Regions from separate parts of the Danio rerio genome. Here region 1 is linked to region 2. A link is a contact called in public HiCAR-type data. All regions are on one chromosome and are shown on one strand. Each heading gives the region's core, a stretch centred on a gene start, on an enhancer-like site or on the middle of the called end of the contact. The rest is flanking DNA. Distances are from core to core; before and after follow the strand shown.

Evidence for each region. HiCAR-type assays count read pairs that join an accessible place to other places.
Region 1: a contact with region 2 is called in a HiCAR-type map of caudal fin, with 3 times the contacts expected there. The contact joins the promoter of ube2g1a here to the promoter of ftr83 in region 2. A contact is called at or near these places in 2 of 4 datasets of contacts at active chromatin or transcription factors (caudal fin and embryo).

The regions. Positions count from the first base shown.
Region 1 is chr5:31,602,236-31,608,607 of GRCz12tu, reverse strand. It overlaps ube2g1a (ubiquitin-conjugating enzyme E2G 1a (UBC7 homolog, yeast)), which reads right to left and starts at 3,945. Exons shown (of 6, transcript NM_199863.1): 1 at 3,782-3,945; 2 at 71-173. The coding sequence starts at 3,827.
Region 2 is chr5:31,355,639-31,362,181 of GRCz12tu, reverse strand. ftr83 (finTRIM family, member 83) reads right to left here and starts at 3,017. Exons shown (of 8, transcript NM_001326489.1): 1 at 2,379-3,017; 2 at 1,709-1,804; 3 at 1,048-1,281; 4 at 750-909; 5 at 454-525. The coding sequence starts at 2,954.

The DNA of each region.
Region 1 (6,372 bases), core at 2,696-5,195, 250 kb before region 2:
ATTGATAATAATTTAATTTTGGTGAGGTGTCACACAACATAACATTTTATAAAACAACAAAAAGACTTACTAGAGTGTATCAGGAGGACCAATTATTAGTACTTCCCATCTGTAGAGGTCATTATCATCTATCAAACCGGCTGAGAAACCTTCCACAGGATTTTTATTCAGTTCTGTCAGGAAGAGACATCAAGGTACAAATTAGCCACTTTGTACAGAAAAGTGTTATAGATGTGACATTTGCAGTAAAAACGTAAAACAAATTCACAGAGAAAGTATGAGTTAATATTATATTGAAACATCGGTTTATATTTTACAAAACAACCAACCACAGTGTCATGGGCTCAGAAAATATCAATCTGTAAACATATTTTAAATGAGGAAAATAAACATGAGGTTTATGAATGTGATCATACTTTTGGCTATTTTGGTGAAAACTTTGGTTGACAATTGCATGGAACTACTCAAAGGGCAAATTGGGGCATTTCAGGGCAGTAGGTGCATACATGCCTTCACATGAGTTCTGATAGTTAGACCTACATCTGGGCAACATTTCAGACAAGAAATGACCAATTTGCCTGTCTGTTATCAGATCAGCTGAGCGACTCTTTAGTCACAGAACGCCTGTCTGTTTGTTCAGATACTCTGAACTTCTGTGTGTTTGCAAGAAGGAGCACAACAGAATATCTGGAGGTTGACTGCATGACCACCTTGTAGTCATAAACAAGATGACAGTTGGGTTATCCAGTCATATGGATGTGTCATTTTTGCACATGAATCACTAAGACAGTCTGGCATTCATATGAAGAGTCTCTTCTGTCAAAGCCACCTTTTTACCACTATCTGATGGTTATTAAATGACTCAATTGTATTTTCAACAAACCTACTTCCAATATAAGAGTGCTGAAGTGTTATTATAGCAACACTAGGGCTGGGCCAATAAACTGTATTATATCAAATTGCGATGAAGTTTGTGTCAATAACAATGATAAGCTTTGGACTTTTTACTCTATATTGATCTAAGAGCCAATCACACAACAGAAATGTGCAACAACGAGAATCTAAAAGTGTGTTGATGTTAGAGATGTCCCAAAATTTTCTGCCACTGAAAAAGTATCGGCTGAAAATATGCTATGCCATTTAATAGACCCTCTAATTTTTGTGGCTTCAGTCATTGCTGGAATACTCTTTTAAATCTGGAAGCATTAACAACTGGTATCGCAATATACATCGTTATCATTCAATATGCAAAATAATTATCAAGATTGCAGTTTTGCCATATCGACCAGCCCTAAGCAACAATCACACAAATAGCATAAAGGGCTGTTCAAACCAAGAATGGATGACAGCCACTACTAGAAAGGTTTACCAACCCTTCAAATTCAATTAGAAGAGAGATGTCCACACAGCAGATTTAACAATAACACCACAGATATACAATATCATTGGAATCACTTTCAGAGAATTTCCTGTCAATGTATGTTAAAAAGCTTGACAGGCAAAGAAAACCCACAAGTTACAAAAGCATGCGCATAAAGTGACATAACAGTAGTGCTTTTAATAACAGAACATTATCTGAAGGCAAAAAAATACATAATTTATTTACTATCCTGCAGTCCATTCAACCAGTGTATGACTGACTTTCTTCAGCCAAGGTTTTGGGGAAAAGGAAACAACTCTTCATCTAATGCTAGTGAACAGGGTTCAACTAAACCATTTGGTAGTTGTATTAAATTTTCAGGAAAAATGCAGTGAGCGTTATTTAAAAAAAAAAAAAGAAACAGAAAAGATATTAACTTACTTAATCAAATTTATTTTTAAATATTTAGAAATTAAACACAAATTTTTCTCTAGAAAAGCCAACCTCTCTCCCAGGACAAAAAGTAAACAAAAAGATGAAACAGTATGCAAAGATAGAACAGTAAATCAAATGACCTTAACTTTCTGTAAACAAGTTCAACTTAAGTTAGCGAGATAGTGTAGCGTACTATACAAACAATAATAATAAATAATAAAAAAAAAACACTCAGCAAACTAACATGTCTGAAACAACTCTGCAGTTGTACTATGCTGTTGCTTGCTACTAAATTGAGTGTCCCTGGCAATACTTTCAATTGACTTTTTAGCAAGACACTCATCACTCAATTGTGCTCACTAATTTGTCTAGTAAGACTGTCACAAAAACGCAGTCACGCGTTTGCTCTGGACGGGAAATAAATGAATTAAAAATATACAAATATATCTTCATATTACAGCCTCTTGTGATTAGCTAATCGCAACATTTCAAATGGTGACTGCAATTAGATTTCGATTAATCACACGGCTCTAGTAGACGCTGCAATGTTTTTACCCAAAACCTTAATTTTTTTTCAACTTAAAGTCTCAAAACATGTTTAATAGCTTGGGGTGGGTAAAAAATTAAAGGTAATTTTTGAGTGATTTCTAAAAAAAACCTCTCTACACATGGCATTAACATCACACAAGTTGTGCCCGCATTTTCCTGGCCCGTATCTTTTACGGGCCAACATTAATGAACGTTGTGAGGCTTTTGTTCTCACGAAGGGTTCACTGAGTTTAGATCAAGGCTGATGAGTTCACCATGCTGGTTCTTCTGAAAGGAGACAACCAAAACAGCCCCTGACCCCCTGAATCAGTCAATCAAGCGCAGGGCCTCTGCAGAACCTGACGCCATGACAGGCCCGGGGTGCCGCTCACCCTGCGACCCTTGGAAAGAAACAAGCGAGTTGCTTTTATGTGTGTGTAAGATGAGTAATTTGGGGGGATGGGGTTGCTTGAGCTGTCTGTGGCAAAGAGACAGCTGTCATGTAGCAGATCTGTTGTTTTGCTTTTTAATTGATCTCATCAGACCCCCAAACTCAGGTAATCTGCCTAGTTTGACCCCTATAACTAACTCACTTCACTGGCTGCACTGCGCAAATGGGGCCCAGTGGAGAAATCCTCCTCTGGTTGAGCTCAGTAAAGCTGACACTCGCGGATCATATTGCTCAGTGTGTGTGTGCTGGGCATAGAACAATAGGAAACACTCATAACGACTCTAATAAGAGCCAATTTCCCGCACAGGTCTATGGTGACAGAGACTATGGGTCTCCAGTTCTCGCTGTACCGGTGAGCTGGTGATCAAACAGCAGCCATCAATTTGTTAGCTTTAGCCTGCTAGCCAGCCTAGAAAAACAAAGGGATTTGATCAACCCGATGCGGGGTAATGGCACACAATATACGGCTTATAAATCTCACCTTTAAACCGTGCGATAATACTATTGGTTTGACGGACAACGATAAGACAGTGAGCAGAAATTGGACCAATGACAGACTTTTCCTCCATTTATAAGATGACTGGTTCTCTTGCGGAAACTGCGTCCGGACACAGATGTCAAAACACGGGGGTAGCCGATCGAGAGCGGCCCCGCCGGTGTGATACGGAAAAAAGTGACTGACACTTATGTTGACATGAATAAACCGAATAACACTAAACAAACGTGCGCGTATTGTTGTTTTAATTATGTTAGAAAAACTCTCATGTTGATATTTTAGCAAGAGTAGTACAAAACTAGCATTTTAAAATAACAAAAGACGACGGGGCTTGCCTTTAGCCGGCTATTTTAGCTGCTAACATGCTAACTAATGCTGTATGATAAACACAGCGCTTGTTAGCGGCTAAACTAGCGGCTAACGGCTAAAATGCTCCGTCTCGGGTGTACTGGCTGGCTAAAACGTTCACCGGTTTGTTAGCCTGCCTTCGCCAACAGCCTTCAAATATTACCTGCTAGCTGTCTCCTGAGTAACAGTGCTGACTGGGGCTCCGTCATGTTTTTATAAGTTATATTCTAGGTCGACAGACGTTCACCTCGACAAGGAGAAAAAATATGTTTGAATTTGCTTGCGCGTCTTCCCGTCTCTGTTCTAGTCCGTTTTGCTCAACATTCTGATGCGGTATGCGCATGCGCTCTGCTCTCCGCGAGGCCGCGGCGAGAGTGTGCTCCAGGGTACTTATGGGCGGAGGATTCGCGCATGTCAGAAACAAATATGCTTGTTTTTTAACAAACGGCGATGGCATTGACTGCGAGATTAATTATGTTATCACTTTAGTGACGTTGTAGGTGAGTCTAATCAATTGTCTCGTTATAGCGAAAATCTGTAATCATACATTTATTATTGCTTTTTCTTTTCGCAAGTGCCATTTTTATTAGAGAAAATTGATTGTTGAGGACAGTACAGTGTCATTCAACCACTAGGAGACAGTACAGCGTAATAATAAAAGTCAAAATGTGTGATAGAGGCGATCCTTATGAGAATCATCCACTTACACACAGCTCTCATAACCGTTCATGACACTTTAACGTCTTGGTTGTGTATTTCTTACTAGCGTGATAAAAACATTTTATTTGAAAACATTTTTTTTCGAAAGACGTCTCTTTTGCTCATCAGGACAAAAGTAAAATAAAAATAAAAACTTTGAAATGCAGTTTTTAGTTAAAACAACTTCTCAATTTGACTTTCAAACAAAAGTCAATTGACTAATTCAAAGTCAATGCAGAAATGTCTGCTGTTATTACTTGTTTCCAGTGTTGCATTATCTTTCAGGGATCAATCTGATAGGCTGATTTGCTGCTGAATATATTTTTTTTCTGATTGTTATCAATGTTCATTTATTTTTATGGAAACAGTCGTATATTAAGAGTACAAGAGTAAGAGCACAATTCAAATCATTTTCACAGATACATTAAATTAATTACATGTGACAGTAAATATATTTAGGTTTCAAAACATTATACTTCAGTTCAATTGTGTGTGTGTGTGTGTGTGTGTGTGTGTATGTGTGTGTGTTTTTTTTTTAAGTTAAAATATCCACTAAAATTAGCAGAAACATTTAGTTCTGAACTGATAAAATGAGAACCAGTAGTAATGATTGAAGACCAAAATAATTCAAGAAGACTGGAGTGACAATGTTTCGAATTACAGAAATAAATACAATTTCTTACATTTTACATCAATTACATTATCAATGAACAGCAAAGACTTTCAAAAACCCTGACAAATCATAATATCCCCAAATATCTGACCTGCAGTGTACATCTTGTCAGAGAAACTGCACAATAAAGACCTTAAACATGATTTTTTTTGTCTTATTTAGTCTTTACTGTGGTTGAATACCGCTGTACTTTCAATGACAACAACTTTCAACTAAATATAAATGGCTTGCAAATGATATTATGTTCTGAATAGTGACTCTAATTTAATTTCAGTTTATTATGTGTCTAACTTCTTGTTTATTTAATCAAAATCCATAAACTTTGTTATTATGGCAACCCACATCAAATAATAATTTATAGTGCATGCAACAACACACATGCAAAACATTTAATCATTATTTGAAATACACGAAAGACATGATGACAGGTCAGTGGTTTTAGGTAAAAATTTTACATATTGTGTATATGTAGATTCATTCATTCATTCATTCATTCATTCATTCATTCATTCATTCATTCATTCATTCATTCGTTCGTTCGTTCATTTATTCATTCATTCATTCATTCATTTTCCTTCAGCTTAGTCCCATTATCCATCAGCAGAATGAACCGCCAACTTGCGGATGCTCTTCAAGCTGCAAATTAGTCCTGGGAAATATCCATTCACACAGATACACCACGGCCAATTTAGCTTCTTCAATTCACGTACACGCCTTAGGACTGTGAGGGAAACTGAAGCACTTGGAGGAAACCCATGCCAACACAGGTAGAACATGCAAACTCCACACAGAAATGCCCACTGACCCAGTCGGGACTCAAACCAGCAAGTTTGCTGTGAGGTGACAGTGCTAACCACTAAGCCATCGTGTCGCCCATTTTACATACTGTAAAATATATTTTACGTGTGCTACAATGAATGACTGTTTGTTTTAGAGAAGTGGTTCGGCAGAGAATTTCACAAGAATGGCAACATTTGCATCATAATGGAAGCACCACAGTTTCGCCAAGTTTCTCATTTAAATTAAAAAGCAACCATGAGAAAAATAAATAAATTGAAAACTGTAGAGTGGGAAGTACTGCAGCACACCCGATTATAGCTTGGAATGATCAATCTACTACATAAAAAGCCATAAACTTTACAGAGTTTATCAGACAACACAAGATTAGGTTTCCATTTGAGAAAGTTCCCTCACGGGTGTGGATTTTCCAGCAGCTCTGTCTGCAAGACCTTTGTCCTGGTGTTCAGAACATTAGCCTGAAACATAATGCCAAACACCCTGGCAAAACTGGGTAACAGATCGATGCAAAGCAGAAAGCATGATGTGAGTGCATAGATGAAAATCTACGGGTTTGTGGTGTATAATGCAACAAGGAGGAACTG
Region 2 (6,543 bases), core at 1,768-4,267:
ACCCCAACCTAACAGTCTACTTATAATCTCATGAGAATTAGTTGGCATGTAGATGCAATGTAACTTAAATTCAACAAACGGACCATCAAAATAAAGTGTGACCAGTTTTAAACTCCAATATTTCAGAAGATTACTTTTTACAGTATTTCTCAATAGTTGATTGCTTTTATTCTGTAAGAATCCAACAGATGCCAGATTTTGCAGTGTACATGCAACTGAAAGCCAAATTAAAACATCCATTATGTATGTGTGTGTGCATTTCAGAGAGGAGAGCGTCTAATAATTATGTATTTTTAATGTTATGCTAGGCTTAAGATCATTGCTTAGCAACAGGCAACCCATTTCTTGGAGCCCAACACTAGCTTTTGACAAATGCCATTCCAAAATTCCAGCTATTCTGCACAAAGCAAACAGCGGGACAGCTAAAGTTTCTCATTATTTTCATTAACTTACCCTTCATACTCTTTTTGCGTTCCTCATTTTTCTTCTTGCGTTCCTCCAGCTGGCAGAAAGGCATTTTGTTAACTGGAAAAGAATTGAGAGTTTTAAAGAAGGCCGGTTTAATATTTAATAATCTCAATATAATGAATGAGAGAACATGTGATTTGTTTAATCATTCCCAAGAAAAAAATATATAAAGTATTTAAAATAGACATGACACAATGTTTAAAATAAAGCAAGACTGTGTTTGAACACTATATTCAATTCTATGTTGGATCCAAAAAATGCTTTACAACTAGACTACATACCTGTCTTTGCCACTTTGACCAGCTCTTCATTGCTGAACTCATTTAGATGCTGCTTCATCTCAGAAACAGCCTTGGTAACAGGGCCGAAGGAGTAGTAAGGGTTCACAGTCACAGACGGCAGCTCCTCAGCATCAGTCTGGGCTATCAGCATATGATAACTCTGAAAAAACAAACAGAACGGGTTTCAATATCTTCTCTATGTGGAAAAAGAGAATAGTTTGCATAGTATTTAATTTCATCGCTTGTCAAACTGCACATTGTGCTTATGCTCAGTGATAATATATTTTGTGTCAGTCACCTGGATGAAGTGGATGTGGTCCTCGGTGCGAGAGAGTTGCGTCAGTTCACCGTCTCTCCTCTTCAAATCTGCAATTTCTTGCCCCAGACGCTCCATGTGGCCCTCAGCATTGTTCAGCGCAGCTTTTTTATTGGTGGAGATGAGTTTGGTCATTTCCTGCTGCATTCTTTCAATGGAACGAAGCATGTCGCCAAACATCTTTTCACTTTCCTGCAAGGCCCTTTGAGCTGAGTTCTGGAAGAACAAATCAACAGGTTTTCTTAAATATTGGAAACTCATAATCCTTTCTATGGTACACACACGTCTGTTTACAAAGTATACCTGCTTAATTCTGAATAAGAAAAAACAATAAAAAAATCTGCAAATACTGCAAAAAAAAAATTATTTTTATTTTATGTGATTACTTTGGTAACATTTTGTACTAATTCCCACTATTAGTTACCATTTACCTGCTTATTATTAAGATATTGGCTGTTTATTAGTACTTATTTTTATTCTACATCCCTAATCCAATACCTTAACCCAACTACTACCTTACAAACTAATAATAAGCAGCAAATTAGTACTTAATTGACCAAAACGTCTAAATTAATAGTTTGTTATTAGTTCGAATTGTAACTTAAAATAAAGTGTGACCCTTACTAATTATTGTTTTACAAACCTTAAGAGCATCCACAGCCTGTTTTAACTCTTCCATTTGCTTGACTCTGTCATGGATCTTCTCCTGGATCTCAGCTTGGGTGGCGCCCAGCCGTTGCTAAGAACATTTAAAAACAACAAATTTAAGACAATGAGGTGTACCGAAAAAGGAAAGTCACAAATACAACATCCTTCCACACCACAGCCACTTCCAAATGACAATTCAGTCACTCCTTGACAGATTACGCAACTATTTGAGCAACATTGTCATCATTCTAAAGCTTATTAATTCATTTCTTCATTACTTATAAAATAAAATCTTCTTTAGCAATGAATCCCAGCTTTGTCTATAACTCACTATGCATTTTTTTTTACTGTTAATAATAAACCCATTTCTAAAGCATGCCTCATTTCCTCGTCTTCTCTTTGGGTGGAGAGCCCTCACTGCACATGTTTGTTTAAGGGGGGTGTTGGCAATTCTTACACTCAGTCTAGCATATCCAGACATACTGTTTTTAGCATGAATAGGTGCAGTATTTCATACAGCTGGTGGAAGGTCTTCCATACTGTTACATTCACTGGCATTTATCACCATTTAATCTGTTGCCAAAACAGATTGACCGGCATAACATTTCTGAAGGTAAAAATATGATTGCAAATGCACTTTGGTATAGCTTGTGACATGATCTTACCTGCATTTCCGCCCTTTCCTGTTCAGCGGACACCATGTCATGACCCTTGTGCTCCTTCACGGTACACAAAACGCAGATACACATCTGGTCAGTCCGGCAATAAAGCTCCAGACCTTTCTGGTGCTGAGGGCAGATTTGACGATCCAAGTGTCCGATTTCATCCACCAGCTTGTGACGTTTGAAGGTGGACGATTCATAATGGGGCTTCAGGTGCTTCTCACAGTAAGAAGCCAAACACATCAGGCAGGACTTGACAGCTTTAAGTTTCTTCCCGATGCAGATGTCACATCCCACATCTTGGGGTCCAGCATAGTTGTAGTCAGGGGACGGAGGTGCTGGTGGGAAGCCATCTGAGTTTCTCAGAGTTGAAGATGAACGTGAGGATTGAAGGCGGCGTGGGCTGGGCCTCTTGTTGTAGGTGACCCTGCACTGGGGACACACATATTGTCCAGTTTGATCTGCATGATCCCAGTAGGTCTTGATGCAGAGAGAGCAGAAAACGTGACCGCATGGGATGGAAACTGGGTCCCTGAAGTCTTCCTTGCAGAGGTAACAGAGGTCCTGGTCATACGACATGGTTAAATCCCCAAAGACCTCAGAAGAGGAAATGTACGTTTGTGTGCGAGACAGGAAAAGTGAGTCAGGAGTGCCACAACAGCGAGTTATATAGAGTAAACAGGGAGGGAGTCTAAACTGGTTATGCAGAAACCAGCAGATGAATGGGGGAGTGGCTGAGGCACAGGTGAGGAGAGCAATTGAGAGAAAGAAGAAACATGTATTGCCAGATGTCAATGAACATGATGACAGTGAAGAAGACAAGCATGGAGGAAATGTATGATCTCAGGGCATAACATTTCTTGAGAGTTGAAGGACTGTACATTTGTTAAAATAAAGGTTGGGTGTTGCCGCAATTCTATTCAAGAATCAATGGGTTTCTTGAAGAATCTTTTGGTGAATAGTTCTTAAAAGAAGTAGTCTTAGTCTTAGTGTATAAAACAATTGAATAATCTACAGAAACCTTTTCACTATAAAGAACCTCTTGTGCAGTAGAAAGATTTAATAGATGTTAAAGGTTCTTTATGGAACTACAGATGCTGATGAAGGCAATTTAATCTTAAAGTATGCCAAAGCTTTTATTTAATTATGAGAAGAGTATGCATATACTGTAAGCATGCCGCCTGATTTTTGCTATGCATGTACAAACTTTGGATGTGTGCTTTAAATTTGTTTGCATTACTTTGTTTGTTCACAAGGTCAACACTGAACCACTAGGTTCTGTAGAAAACATTCTTTCCTCTCTATATGCACCATATACTTTCCTACAAACACTGTTACAAGAACTAAATAATAATAAAAAAAAATACAACAATAAAAATAAATAAATAAATAAATAAATGTAAAATAATAATAATAATAGAGACACCACGGTGGAACAGTGGGTAGCACGATCGTCTCACAGCAAGATGGTAGCTGGTTCGATTCTTGGCTGGGTCAGTTGGCATTTCTGTGTGGAGTTTGCTTGTTCTCCCCATGCTTGCGTTGGTTTCTTTTGGGTGCTCCGCTTTCCCCCACCATTCTAAAATTGTCTATAGTGTATGTGTGTGAATGAGAGTGTATGGGTGTTTCCCAGTGATGGGTTTCAGTTGGAAGGGCATCTGCTGCATAAAAACATATGCTGAATAAGTTGGCGGTTCATTCCACACTAACGACCCCACACGCTCAGAAATAAAGGTACAGGAGCTGTCATTGGGGCAGTACCTTTTTTAAAAGATACATATTTGTACCAAAGAGTCCACAGTGGTACCTAAAAGGTCCATATTAGTACCCAAATGTAACTAAAAAGTACATTTGAGGTATTAATATGGACCCTTCAGGTACAAATATGTACCCTTTGAAAAGGTACTGCCCTAGTTACAGTCCCTGTACCTTTTTATGAAAGTACAGAATAATAAAGGGACTAAGCCGAAAAGAAAATGAATGAATATTAATAATAATAAAAACTGCTAATAAAAAAAAAACCTGCTAAACTAATTTGTAAGTTGCCTTGGATTAAAGCATCTCCTAAATGAACAAACATATTTTGTTCTTCAACAGAACGTGGAACAGGACTAATAATAACAACGACAACAACAACAACAATAACAATCATCTGTACAAAGTTATTTTTGTTACTTTTAACCTCTGGGTAAAAAAGTGCAGAATCTGGACAAGGTAGGATTTTTAGGTAGGATGTCAACATGACGTCAGATTGCCATTGTACACAAGTGTCATGGGGACATTGCATTTTGGGTGAAAATTTCCAAATTCCAATGCCGGACAGACGTTGGATTTTGGTCACTTTCAAGCTCAACCTAAAAACAACCAAGTAACAATGTCCAATGAGCTTAATGTTGAGTGGACGTTACCACTATGATGTCTATCAGACGTTGGATTTTGGTTCCCATACCTGATGAATAAATGTTAGTATTTGACTTCAATATGACGTTGGTTTAAGATGTTGGATCGAAGTTGGATTTTGGTTACTTTCCAACACAACCTAAAATCAACCAAATGTCAACGTCATTTGATGTCATTATTGGACATCAAAATAACATTGTCCTTGGACGCCGACTAGTCATTGAATTTTGGTCACCACAACCAAAATCACGACCAAAATCTAGCCTAATATTAACACTGTGGTCTAACATGGTCTAAATTTAATAATAATATTAGGTTATATAATAGTTTAAAAGACTGTGGTTTGATTGTGGTTGATTGCAGGTTTTATTTGGAATAGAAAAGCACTCTTGCATCATAAATAAGCTCATTTTACTTGCACATGCATTTCTGTTATCCTTGATAAAGCTTGTCTTGTGACTACTGCGTCTGTTGGCAAGCTATGATCTCATCGGTGGAGCATTTATGAGTAGTTTTAGGGGCTGGCAGACACCTCAACATTAGGTATAGCACTCCACTGCGGAGGAGTGCTGTGATGGATGAGCGCTTTGAGACCAAGTATATAGTGACCTTTGGCACACGCCATCAAAGCTAGGAGGGTTATTTATTTGGAGGGAGGATAAGTGTACTTTGGGTTTTTTCCTCTCTCCTTGAAAGACTATGAAGAGTGTTTCATATTAAAAGCCCTTTAGCAACCAAACATATGGACTGTGTAAATAAGTTGGTGATAGCCAGGATGGTTGTAGCATGAGGAGAGCTGAAACACTTTCAGTTTAACTGCTTACTTTATACATAGTTTGAATTAATTATCATAAATGACCACCATCTACCTGAATTAAGTTTTGAAGGACTTTATATACAACTAAAGTTGCATTCAAATCAGATTAATGATTGTTCATCCACTAAACCTGTATCCGTCATGTTATACACAGGAGAATACATGAGGGATAGGTGCAAAACCAGATAATTTATGCAACAATGTCAATAGAGTGCAGAGAAGGTAAGTATTATAGTTGGTATGGTTCTTGTCTGGAAATGAGTCTTTTGTAAAACGCTGAGCAAGGAATGCAAAAGTAGCTGGAATCCAGAGCAAAAGCTCATCTGGTAAGTTCAGGTTGGTAAACAGTAGACCGGACGGTGATTGAAAAGAGAAGGGATTTTTATTTGTAGCGTGTAAAAAGTGTGGGGATTATAATGCAGATGATGGTGATCGGGGTTGTAGTCCAAGGTCCAAGGGTGATGTGGCTGCTGGTGATGAGTCGCTAACGATATCACCTCAGTTACAGATTATCTTATCCCATCTTTCAGATGAGATGTTAAACCGAGGTTCTGACTATCTGTGATTATTTAAAATCCCATGGCATGTCTCGTAAAGAGTAGGAGTGTAACCCCGGTGTACCAGTCAAATTTCCTTCATCTGCCCTTACCGACCATGCCTCGCCAATCCTCAACCACCGAATTGAACAATCTATCCACTCTACCAAGCTGGTGTGTGGTCAGTGCACTGGTGCCATTGTCCTATGATTGCTGTCTCATCAGTGGATGCTGCACACTGGTGGTGGTGTGTAGAGACCCCTCTCATGATTGTGAAGCACTTTGGGTGCAAGGCCATACACAATACATGCGCTATATACAGTAAATACACATTACATTATCTTGATATGGGATCTACTTAAAATCTTATGATGTTTAATAAATGTAATAACAAATAGCCCAGCTAAGAAAAGTA